2 separate regions of the Mus musculus genome follow, and region 1 is linked to region 2. Evidence: chromatin contacts called from public Hi-C data. All regions are on one chromosome and are shown on one strand. Each heading gives the region's core, a stretch centred on a gene start, on an enhancer-like site or on the middle of the called end of the contact. The rest is flanking DNA. Distances are from core to core; before and after follow the strand shown. Region 1 has its middle 19 kb from the start of Gm36600. Region 2 holds the start of Slc45a1 (solute carrier family 45, member 1).

Region 1 (4,278 bases), core at 1,384-3,883, 33 kb before region 2:
GCTACCTGCATCTCCAAGGTCAGAGCCTGGCCCTGACAGCCCCCAAAGCTAGGTAGGCTGAGCCACCTTCAATAGGCCAGGTAAACAACAGTGAAAACCACAAGGAGATTCCTTCAACGAGGCCATAGTGGGCAGAAGAACAAAGATGTCTAGGACCACCCTCTACCAAGTCCGTGTTTGATGGGAAGGGTCCTCACATAACATAAGGTTTAGGCTTAAACAGAGGGCAAAACCTAAGCACAACCAAGAGGTCCTGGTCAAGCTGAGGCCTGTCCATCGTCACCTGAGCCCTGTCTCCTCTGTGAGGTGCTGTGTTAAATCTCTTTCCAGGATCCGTTCCTGGCTGGCACCGGGTGTCAGCATTTCCTCTCCCAGCATGCCTGGCGAAATTCCAGTTCCTTGAAGTCTGATAGCTGAAGGAAGGACAAGTGTCTCTTTGGAATATCTTCCTTCCGCCAAACTCAGCGTTCCAACAGTAGCTCTGATTGTCCTGCGAGCCAACAGGTTTGTTTCCAACTGTGAGAGTCATATGGAACTAGATATCAATTTTTATGGCCTTTCCCTGGGCGACACAACAGGAGAGCAATGGGGTAAAGCTCTGTGAAAATCTAGAGGTCAGCTCTTGCATCCGGCCAATGGATAAGAGTCGATGGGGGAGTCAGCAAATTATTCCATTATTTGGTAATAAAGCCTGATATAGCCACAATAAAAGTTAATGATTGCTGCTCTACTTCAGACAAATTGCCAAGTCTAGACTGAGATTTTATATAAATAAGGGCTGGGTTTTTTTCTTTTTGAGACAGGGTCTACAAAGACTGTGTAGCCCTGACTGGCCTGGCACTCACTATACAGACCAGGCTGGCCTTGAACTCACAAAGTCAGCTCTAAGATTTGTCTGAGTGTCGGAGTTATTGGTGAGCCAATATGTCTGCTGGCATATTCATGGGTGCTGAGCAGCAGAGTCTGGGCTTAGCCCAGCCAGTTACTGCATCCACCCAGCTATCTCTCCAGGCCCAGTTCTTCTCTTCTGGAAGGAAAGAATTCAGCTACAATATATAGTTTAAGCTGAGTTTGTCCAACACAGCAAAACATGTCATCCAAAGAGACACCAGTGTGGGCTCTTCCAGAGCAGGAGTGCATACACAGCACAATGAGTTCTGTGTTGTGGATTTTAAAAGTACCTTATGAATATTCATGAGGCAGTTAGCATACACATGAGGTTATGGGGGCTCACTTGGTTTTTCCCTGGTACAGGGAACCAAACCCAGAGCAGTTTGCCCCTATGCTAGACCCCCAAACCCATAGGTATTTGTTCCCATAATCCTCTGGAAAAGTCCTCAAAGTGGGAGTATCAAAACCACAATGAAAACAGCAGTATAGGGAAGCCAGGTCCTTCAAGGATACAGATGTGCATTGTGTGAAGCAAAGGAGGGTCCAGGCTCTTAGGGGACAGAGCTTGAGTTGGCTCTTGGAATGTTGGCCCCTATAGGCACTTGTATGACCCAGTTATAAAAGTCAGAAAGATGTATGTGGAGCAAGAACGTAGATTGTTGTGTGTGTGTGTGTGTATGTGTGTGTGTGTGTGTGTGTGTGTGTGTGTGTGTGTGTGTGTGGGTGAGGAGGCGAGAGGGAGAGGGGGAGAAACTCACATAGCCTAGGCTGGCCTGGAACTTGCTATGACCTTGGACTTCTGATTCTCCTGCTTCACCACCACCACCACTACCGGGTGCTGGGACTACAGATACATGCCACACAATTAACACTGTGCTAAGGACAGAGGCCAGGCATTTGTACCGAGCCAGGCAAACGCTCTGCCTGCTGAATTACATCCCAGCCCTGGGGTTGAGATGGCTCTGAGGAACCAGGGCGGTGGAATCTCCACAGAATTTCTGCTTCTGTTCCACCAGGGCTTAAGCTGTGCCCAGGGAAAGGGCCACAAATACTGTAACTTCCAGCCGTGAGGGAAAACCATCATGTCGTTAATACACTGGGGACACATGAGAGGAAGTGGTGGCTTCCAACACTGCAGCTGGGTTGACCTTGTTCCCTGGGAGCAAACAGTCTTCCCTACATCTTTGGTGGATGCTTCAACACAGCATAGTAGGTAACAGAAAGTGGGGGCTCTGTTAAATCAACACCCTAGAAATGAAGGCTTTGGCATCCTGGGGGCGGGGAGTTGCCCGTCAACCCGCAGCAGGGCCATCTCTCCTCCCACATCAGCATCAGTAGCAGGTGAGTTTGCTTGTGATAAACCCCTGGGGGCCTCATCCTCCTACAACTGCCATTCCCTGTGTGGCTTTTTCTGATTGGAAGTTGACCCAGAGCCTGAACGCCACCGCGAGCTGCCAGATCACATTTTCAACAATTGCAAAAACAACAGTTTCTGCTGTTCCCAGCACAGCTTTGAGCCAATAAAATTAATTACCTCACCTAGGAAATTAGCCCCGTGTTTTGCCTGCAAAGGTCAATGTTCATACAGAGAAAGGCTCTCAAACACAGCTTGCTGGAGTGTAAGCATTTATCACGTGGAGGACAGGAACTCTTTGTCCACAGCCTGTTTACTTTATTAGGTAGTTACCTGGGGCACACTCAGCAGTCTGCTTCCTGTCCCAGTTTCTCTTGCCCAAGACCTTGGGCAACTGTTTATCTGACAGAGTGTCCTGTCCTCTGTCCCTTCTTCTGGGAATAGAGGCAGAGGACACTGCACAAATAAATCACCTGGCGCGTGCATTCATTCCTGATTTCTGCAGCGAGAGTGAGTGCGCGGTGCTTGCTAGAAATAGTTATGAAAGAGAAAGTTGCTGCAATCACAGGGACTCAGGTGTGCAGTCTCCTCCCGTGCCTTCTGCTTGCGTCAGGTTGAGTTTCTGATGTTGTCAGCAAATAACTGTACTGATGATGGGGGACGGTAATCACTCAGAAGTCACCTTCTCTTTTTATGAGGTCTGGATGTTAGAGGGACCCTGACTCAGCTGCCTCTAACCAGCCTCCTATTGATTGTGCCATGTTCTGCTTTTAGTTCACAGCTGCACACTAACTAGTTCATTAGCTATTCACAAGTCTCACACTAACTAGTTCACAGTTTCACACTAACTAGCTCATAAGCCACTAACTAGTTCATAGGCTACTAACTAGTTCACAGTCACACACTAACTAGTACACAAGTCACTAACTAGTTCAGTCTCTAACTAGTTGATAGTCTCACACTTAACTAGTTCAGTATCACACTAACTAGTTCACAAGTCAGTCGCATAGGAGGTTGTTATATAAGAACACCCACCCAACTCAGCATTTCCCACCTCTGGGAAGTGGTCCCAAGGATGAGTGTCTGAACATCGGGCACAGAAATCTCAAGTTAGGTAAACCAGCTGGGAGACAGGGGACGGCCATCAACAAACTAGCTTAAGAGTGTGATTTGCACCGGGCAGTGGTGGCGCACGCCTTTAATCCCAGCACTTGAGAGGCAAAGGCAGGTGGATTTCTGAGTTCGAGGCCAGCATGGTCTACAGAGTGAGTTCCAGGACAGCCAGGGCTACACAGAGAAACCCTGTCTTGAAAAAACCAAAAGAGAGAGAGAGAGAGAGAGAGAGAGAAAGAAAGAAAGAAAGAAAGAAAGAAAGAAAGAAAGAAAGAAAGAAAGAAAGAGAAAAACAAAACAAAAAAGTGTGATTTGTGTACCCTCAAATATCACCACATATCTCATGTGGGTTTACCTGGATCTATTTTAATTAATTAATTGTTTGGGTTGGGATCTCACAAATTCCCTGATGGCTTCAAACTATGCAGTGGGTGATAACCTTGAACCTTGCAGACATCTTTTTTCTCTTGCTTGCTTTCCGGTCTTCTCCAAGTACCAATTCTGAAAGTTGACCAACAGAACACTGTCACACTGTGATATGAACCTGGCTTTGCATTTCATTTGACCTACTGGAGTTTCTGCTTTTTCTATTGGAATTGCTGTCATATGTGTAGTGGGTCCTGAGAATGTTGGCACCTTTTTGATGTATAGAATCGCCAGCCCTCTGTGGTGACATTTTTGAGAATTCCAGAATTTTGGTTTCTTTTAAAAACATGGACCTATTATAAGAGTGTGCTTTCATTTCGATTGTCTGCAGCAGCTGACTATGATTTGCCTCCTGCTCTAGCAGAGGCGTGGTTCTGCCAGGAGTGGCTAATGTCTGCGACTGTGTGACATTTGGAATTCTGGGAACATTTCACAGGGTACATAAACACTAGGGTCCTGAGAGTGCGTGGGGGTGATAGCTAGTCATTTAGGAA
Region 2 (4,707 bases), core at 1,753-4,252:
GCCAGTCTGGCTACATGTGACCTGTTTCTCAAACAGGTTTCCAAAGCTAGGGTAAAAGTGCATCCCAAATTCCTAGACTGGAGAAACAGAAGCAGGAGGCTTGCTGTGACATTCTCTTGTTTGCTGACTGATGTGGAGGGCTCAGCCCACTGCGGGTGGGATCATCTCTAGGCAGGAGGGCCTGGGATGTAGAAGCTGTGGGAGCAAGCTGTGGGGCGGGTCCCTAACAGTGCTCCTCCATGACCCGTGCTTCAGGTCCTGCCTTTGGGTTCCTGCCTTGGCTTTCCTCCATGATGCACAGTCACCGCACAGGAACATGTAAGTCAGGGGACCCTTCCCTCTCTCAGCTGCTTTTGGCCATGGTGATTCTCACAGCAACAGAAGAGCAAGCTAGGACATGTCTCTGCCTGTCCTTGGCCACTTCTACCCTCAAAGTTGTCTCCTCCCATCTAGGCCAGGCCTCGACCTCCTGTCCGACCCGTCCCCACACCCACCCCTGACCTTCTCAGTTTCCCACCAAGAGCCTCATGGTCTTTGCAGAATAGGAATATAGCTTGTTTCACAGTGCCTGCCCCCACCCATGAACCCTCTCTGGCTTCTCCCTGCTCTTAGACAATGGCAACAGGTGGTGTAGCTCAGTGACATTGTTCAACATAGCCTTCAAGAGGGTCCAGGGTCCAAGCCCAGCACACACACAAACACACAAACACACACATACACAATCACACTACTTAAGCCAGCATGGTAGCATAAACCTATAGAGTTCAAGGTCAGCTTAGGTAGTATAACGAGACCTCATTAAAAGAAGGAAAGGGGGGGTGGGGGATGGAAAGATAGAGGAGTGGAGGGAGGGACAGATGGAGGGGGAGAGATGGAAGGAAGGATGGATGAGGGAGAGAGGTGGAAGAAGGAGGGATGGAGGAAGGGAGAGATGGAGGAGGGAGAGATGGAGGGGGGAGAGATGGAGGGAGGAGAGATGGAGGGAGGAGAGATGGAGGAGGGAGGAAATGACAGGAGTCCTGCCTCCAGCTGCCACTGCAGCCCCTCCTCTCCGACACCTGGGCCTCTGTGCAGCCTCTCCCATCACAAGGCCTCTCAAGCTCTGTGCTCACTGGGCTCTTCCCTGCCCACAGATCTGCCACCTGTGGGCAGATCAACCCTTTGTTGAGAACGTCCTCAGCCTTACGTTGTCTTCGAAGTATCATTTCTTCAACATGTCCTCACCTCAACCCCCACGGCCATGCATCTCCCTCTGGAGCAACCGTGTGGCTGCTCAGCACAGGCCTGTAGTTGTCTGGATCATGTCAGGTCCCCAGGGCGTCTGCACTCACTCCTCTTCCCTGTGCCCAGTGTCACTTCTCTTCAAGATGTCAGTAGAGCTGACCCTTTACCTCCGCGTATTTCTCTAAATATCATTGCCTCCTCAACTCAAACTTGCAGCATCTCTGCCTCTCTCAGCCCCACGCTCCTCCCTCAGCCCCACGCCCCTCCCTCAGCCCCACGCTCCTCCCTCAGCCCCACGCCCCTCCCTCAGCCCCACGCCCCTCCCTCAGCCCCACGCTCCTCCCTCAGCCCCACGCCCCTCCCTCAGCCTCACGCCCCTCCCTCAGCCCCACGCTCCTCCCTCAGCCCCATGCTCCTCCCTCAGCCCTACACCCCTCCCTCAGCCCCACACCCCCTATCTACCTGCTTTCTTGTTTGCTGGAGTTGCTGGAGATCGTAAATATTGATTATCAACCCCATGGCATCTGGTCTCTCCTAAGAAGCATCACCGTGTTTACCTGGCCGCTTCATTAAGTATGTAAGACCCACACTGAATGTGGGCTGCACCATCCCATGGCTGGGGGCCTGGACTGCATGCAAAGGAGCCTTCATCTCTCTCTCTCTCTGCTTCCAGATCGTGGGTGTGGTGTGGGTAGCGCCTCACCCTCCCGCCCCTACGCTGTTCTCTAGAACGAGAGGCCAGAATAAGCCCTCTCCCTGGAGTTGTTTCTTGTGTTTGTGTTTAGTCACAGCCAACATAGGTGTCCTCTTCCCTTACAAAAATGTTGCTAGGCAAGTAAAGACTGCATGCCTGCACACATGTATGCCCTGTGCAGAAGCTGAACTAAGACTCTCAGTGACATGCAACTACACAGTCAACTTCAGCCACAGTCACTGGTGGGCAGCAGAGTCCCGGGAGAGTCACCATAATCTCTCTACCTTAGCAGTTTCATCTGAAATTGTATGTATTCTGAGGGAGTTGTGTGTTCTGACACACCATTGGCATGCTTTACTGTGAATATGCGCAGTGGTGGGTGTGTGTCACAGATGCTATGGGGAGGATCAGAGGGCACATTACTGGAGTTGAATCTGTCCTTCCACCTTTAGTGGGTTCCAGGGACTGAATTCAGATCTCCAGACTTGCTTGGCAAGGCTTGTTACCACTGAGTCATCTCTCCAGCACCTACGTATTTATTTTATTTATCCTATTTAATGTGTATATTCCTCTCTAGCCTGTCAACCCTGAGGTCGGAAAGGTTTCCCCCTCTCTTCCTTACATCAAGGGGTCTAGAATAAAGCCTGGCATAGCCCGGCCACCTGATGGATCTGTGGCCAGAATAATGAGTGTAATACTTTGGGGGATTGGTTTAGTGCAATGGGCACAATTTTAGGGGGTACGTGTTTATCTATAAACATATGCACGGCTATTTACTTAGAATTGAAGACACAAAAATGTATGTATTTCCTTTAAAATGAGAATGAGGAAGAACAGTCACGGGCCCCGGCAAGTGCTTTTATAATACATTCATGACCATGGAAAAACAAACATAAACTATTATATGTCTGTCTTTCTTTTTTCGCTCAGGTTTTTTTGTTTTGTTCTGTTTTTGGAACTGGTCCCACAAAGTCATACTGCCTCCCACTCCTGCATTCTGCCTATAGACCCCGGTTGTCCCCAAAGGTGCGATGGCACAGCCAACCGGCTGCTTTAAGGATGCTCTGCGGGACCTAGCGGCGGGATGCAGCCGTGACGTCACGGCCCCGCCCCACGGGGTGATGCTGCAGCTGCCGCGGCGGGGCCGGGGGCGCCGGGCTAGGACGGAGCTGTACCCCGAAGAACCAGGAACCCAGCCTGGGAAAGGGATGCCTCCCGTCTGGACGTACAGGTACCGGGCGTTTCCTCCTGCGCCCTCTGCCCAGCTCCGCGGCTTGGCGCCGGGAGCAATGCTGCTTAGGCCCCAGGATGATACTAGTGCCCAGGCTGGGGGCTCTAGGCAGGCATGGAGACCTTTGTTCTTCTTGGATGTTTAGTGAATTAAGCTGAGAATGGAACCTCCGGGGGCGCAGCAACCGCAGGCCTAGAGGGAGAAGCAGTCTGGTAAAATTTGCACCCAGCGTCTGCTCTGTTTATTGAGCCCCAGGCCTGTTCCCGGCCACCTGGGCAGGTGTCATCAGCTTCCGGTTCACCTCCTCCCTGAGGCTGAGTCCTCTGGATGGTCAGGGGCCTTTGTAAAACATCTCCTGGGATGTCTGGGTTATGGGGAACAGCACCCTGTCATTACCTCTGTCCTGAGTCATATCGCTGAGGGTGTCATGCTAAAGCTGACACTAGAGGCGGGCAAACCTCCCCTTCATTCTCTTCTGGATAATAACCTCTCACGACCCCTGGAGTCGTTAGAACGTTTGTTTTCCTGTTCTTAGGGGGAGGAGAGTCAGGTGCTGATGAAACAAAGTCAGAGTGCTTCTAGTCGGGACTTTGGAGGCAAGTTAGCCCTGAGTAAGGAGTCAAAGTCCCGGAGATGTAGCAGAACTGGGCCCCGATTCAGTGCTCCATCCCCTTAAGAGGTTTGAACTAACAGCTCTGAGAATCTGTAGGAGGTGAAAGAGAACTGACCCTAAGGCAACCCCATGGGTGGAAAGCCCCCTCCCCCCGTTTTTTGTTTGTTTGTTTGTTTCATTTCGTTTTGTTTTGTTTAACAGAAAAGAGAAAAGAAAATGGGTTGATTCCAAGTGAGATACATTTTTTTAAGTATTCAGGTTATTGCATGTTTCTTTTTTGTTAATCAAGTGCTGTTGAAACAGCCCATAACAGGTTAGGGATGGCTCAGTGGATAAAGAAATTGCTGCCCAAGCAAGGGGACCTGAATTTGAATCCCCATGTCCCATTTAAAGCCACCAGTAGTGGTATCGTGTACCTGCAATCCTGGCAGCCCTAGGGCTGGATAGGAAGCAGAGATGGAAATCTCTTGAAGCTCCTGGGTGGGCTAGCCTGGTGTATCCTGCTGCAAGTCAGAGGTTGTGTCTCTAACTGCCCACAGAAAAGTAACTTTAAAAAAATCTGTCACAGTATAAAATTTTGTAAAGCATTTAACATTTTTTTTCTTGATTTTTCAAGACAGGGTTTCTCTGTGTAGCCCTGGCTGTCCTCGAACTCACTCTGTAGACCAGGCTGACCTTGAACTCAGAAATCTGCCTGCCTCTGCCTCCCGAGTGCTGGGATTAAAGGCATGTGCCACCACTGCCCAACTTCAAATGTAATTTTTTATTTTTAAACCTTAATTTTCACGTGTGTGTGTGTGTGTGTGTGTGTGTGTGTGTGTGTGTGTGTGTGTGTGCCAGTACCTGGGAAGCCAGAGAAGTCATCAGATCTCTAGGAGCTGAAGTTACAGGTGATTGCTGTCCACATGATGTGGGTGCTGGGAACCAAGCGTGGGGCCTCTACAA

Evidence for each region. A called contact is a pair of places that touch in the nucleus more often than the background predicts.
Region 1: a contact with region 2 is called in a Hi-C map of uterus, with 1.7 times the contacts expected there. The contact joins the enhancer-like site here to the promoter of Slc45a1 in region 2. A contact is called at or near these places in 2 of 39 promoter capture datasets (liver and macrophages), 3 of 15 datasets of contacts at CTCF or cohesin (embryonic stem cells and stem cell-derived epiblast-like cells), 26 of 484 Hi-C or Micro-C datasets (the C3H10T1/2 cell line, the G1E-ER4 cell line, the HPC-7 cell line and 12 more), 4 of 115 datasets of contacts at active chromatin or transcription factors (embryonic limb bud and embryonic stem cells) and 1 of 9 other capture datasets (adipose tissue).

Annotation. Positions count from the first base shown.
Region 1 is chr4:150,683,651-150,687,928 of GRCm38.p6, reverse strand. No RefSeq gene overlaps it. Among named protein-coding and RNA genes, the nearest start is that of Gm36600, 19 kb to the left of the region's middle. Within about 2 kb of position 2,633, at least 48 of the 459 cell types and tissues checked have an H3K27ac peak or open chromatin away from gene starts, as enhancers often do. A contact at or near this core is called in the G1E-ER4 cell line, embryonic limb bud, liver and 1 more, where this site is marked.
Region 2 is chr4:150,650,469-150,655,175 of GRCm38.p6, reverse strand. It overlaps Slc45a1 (solute carrier family 45, member 1), which reads left to right and starts at 3,002. Exons shown (of 9, transcript NM_173774.3): 1 at 3,002-3,149.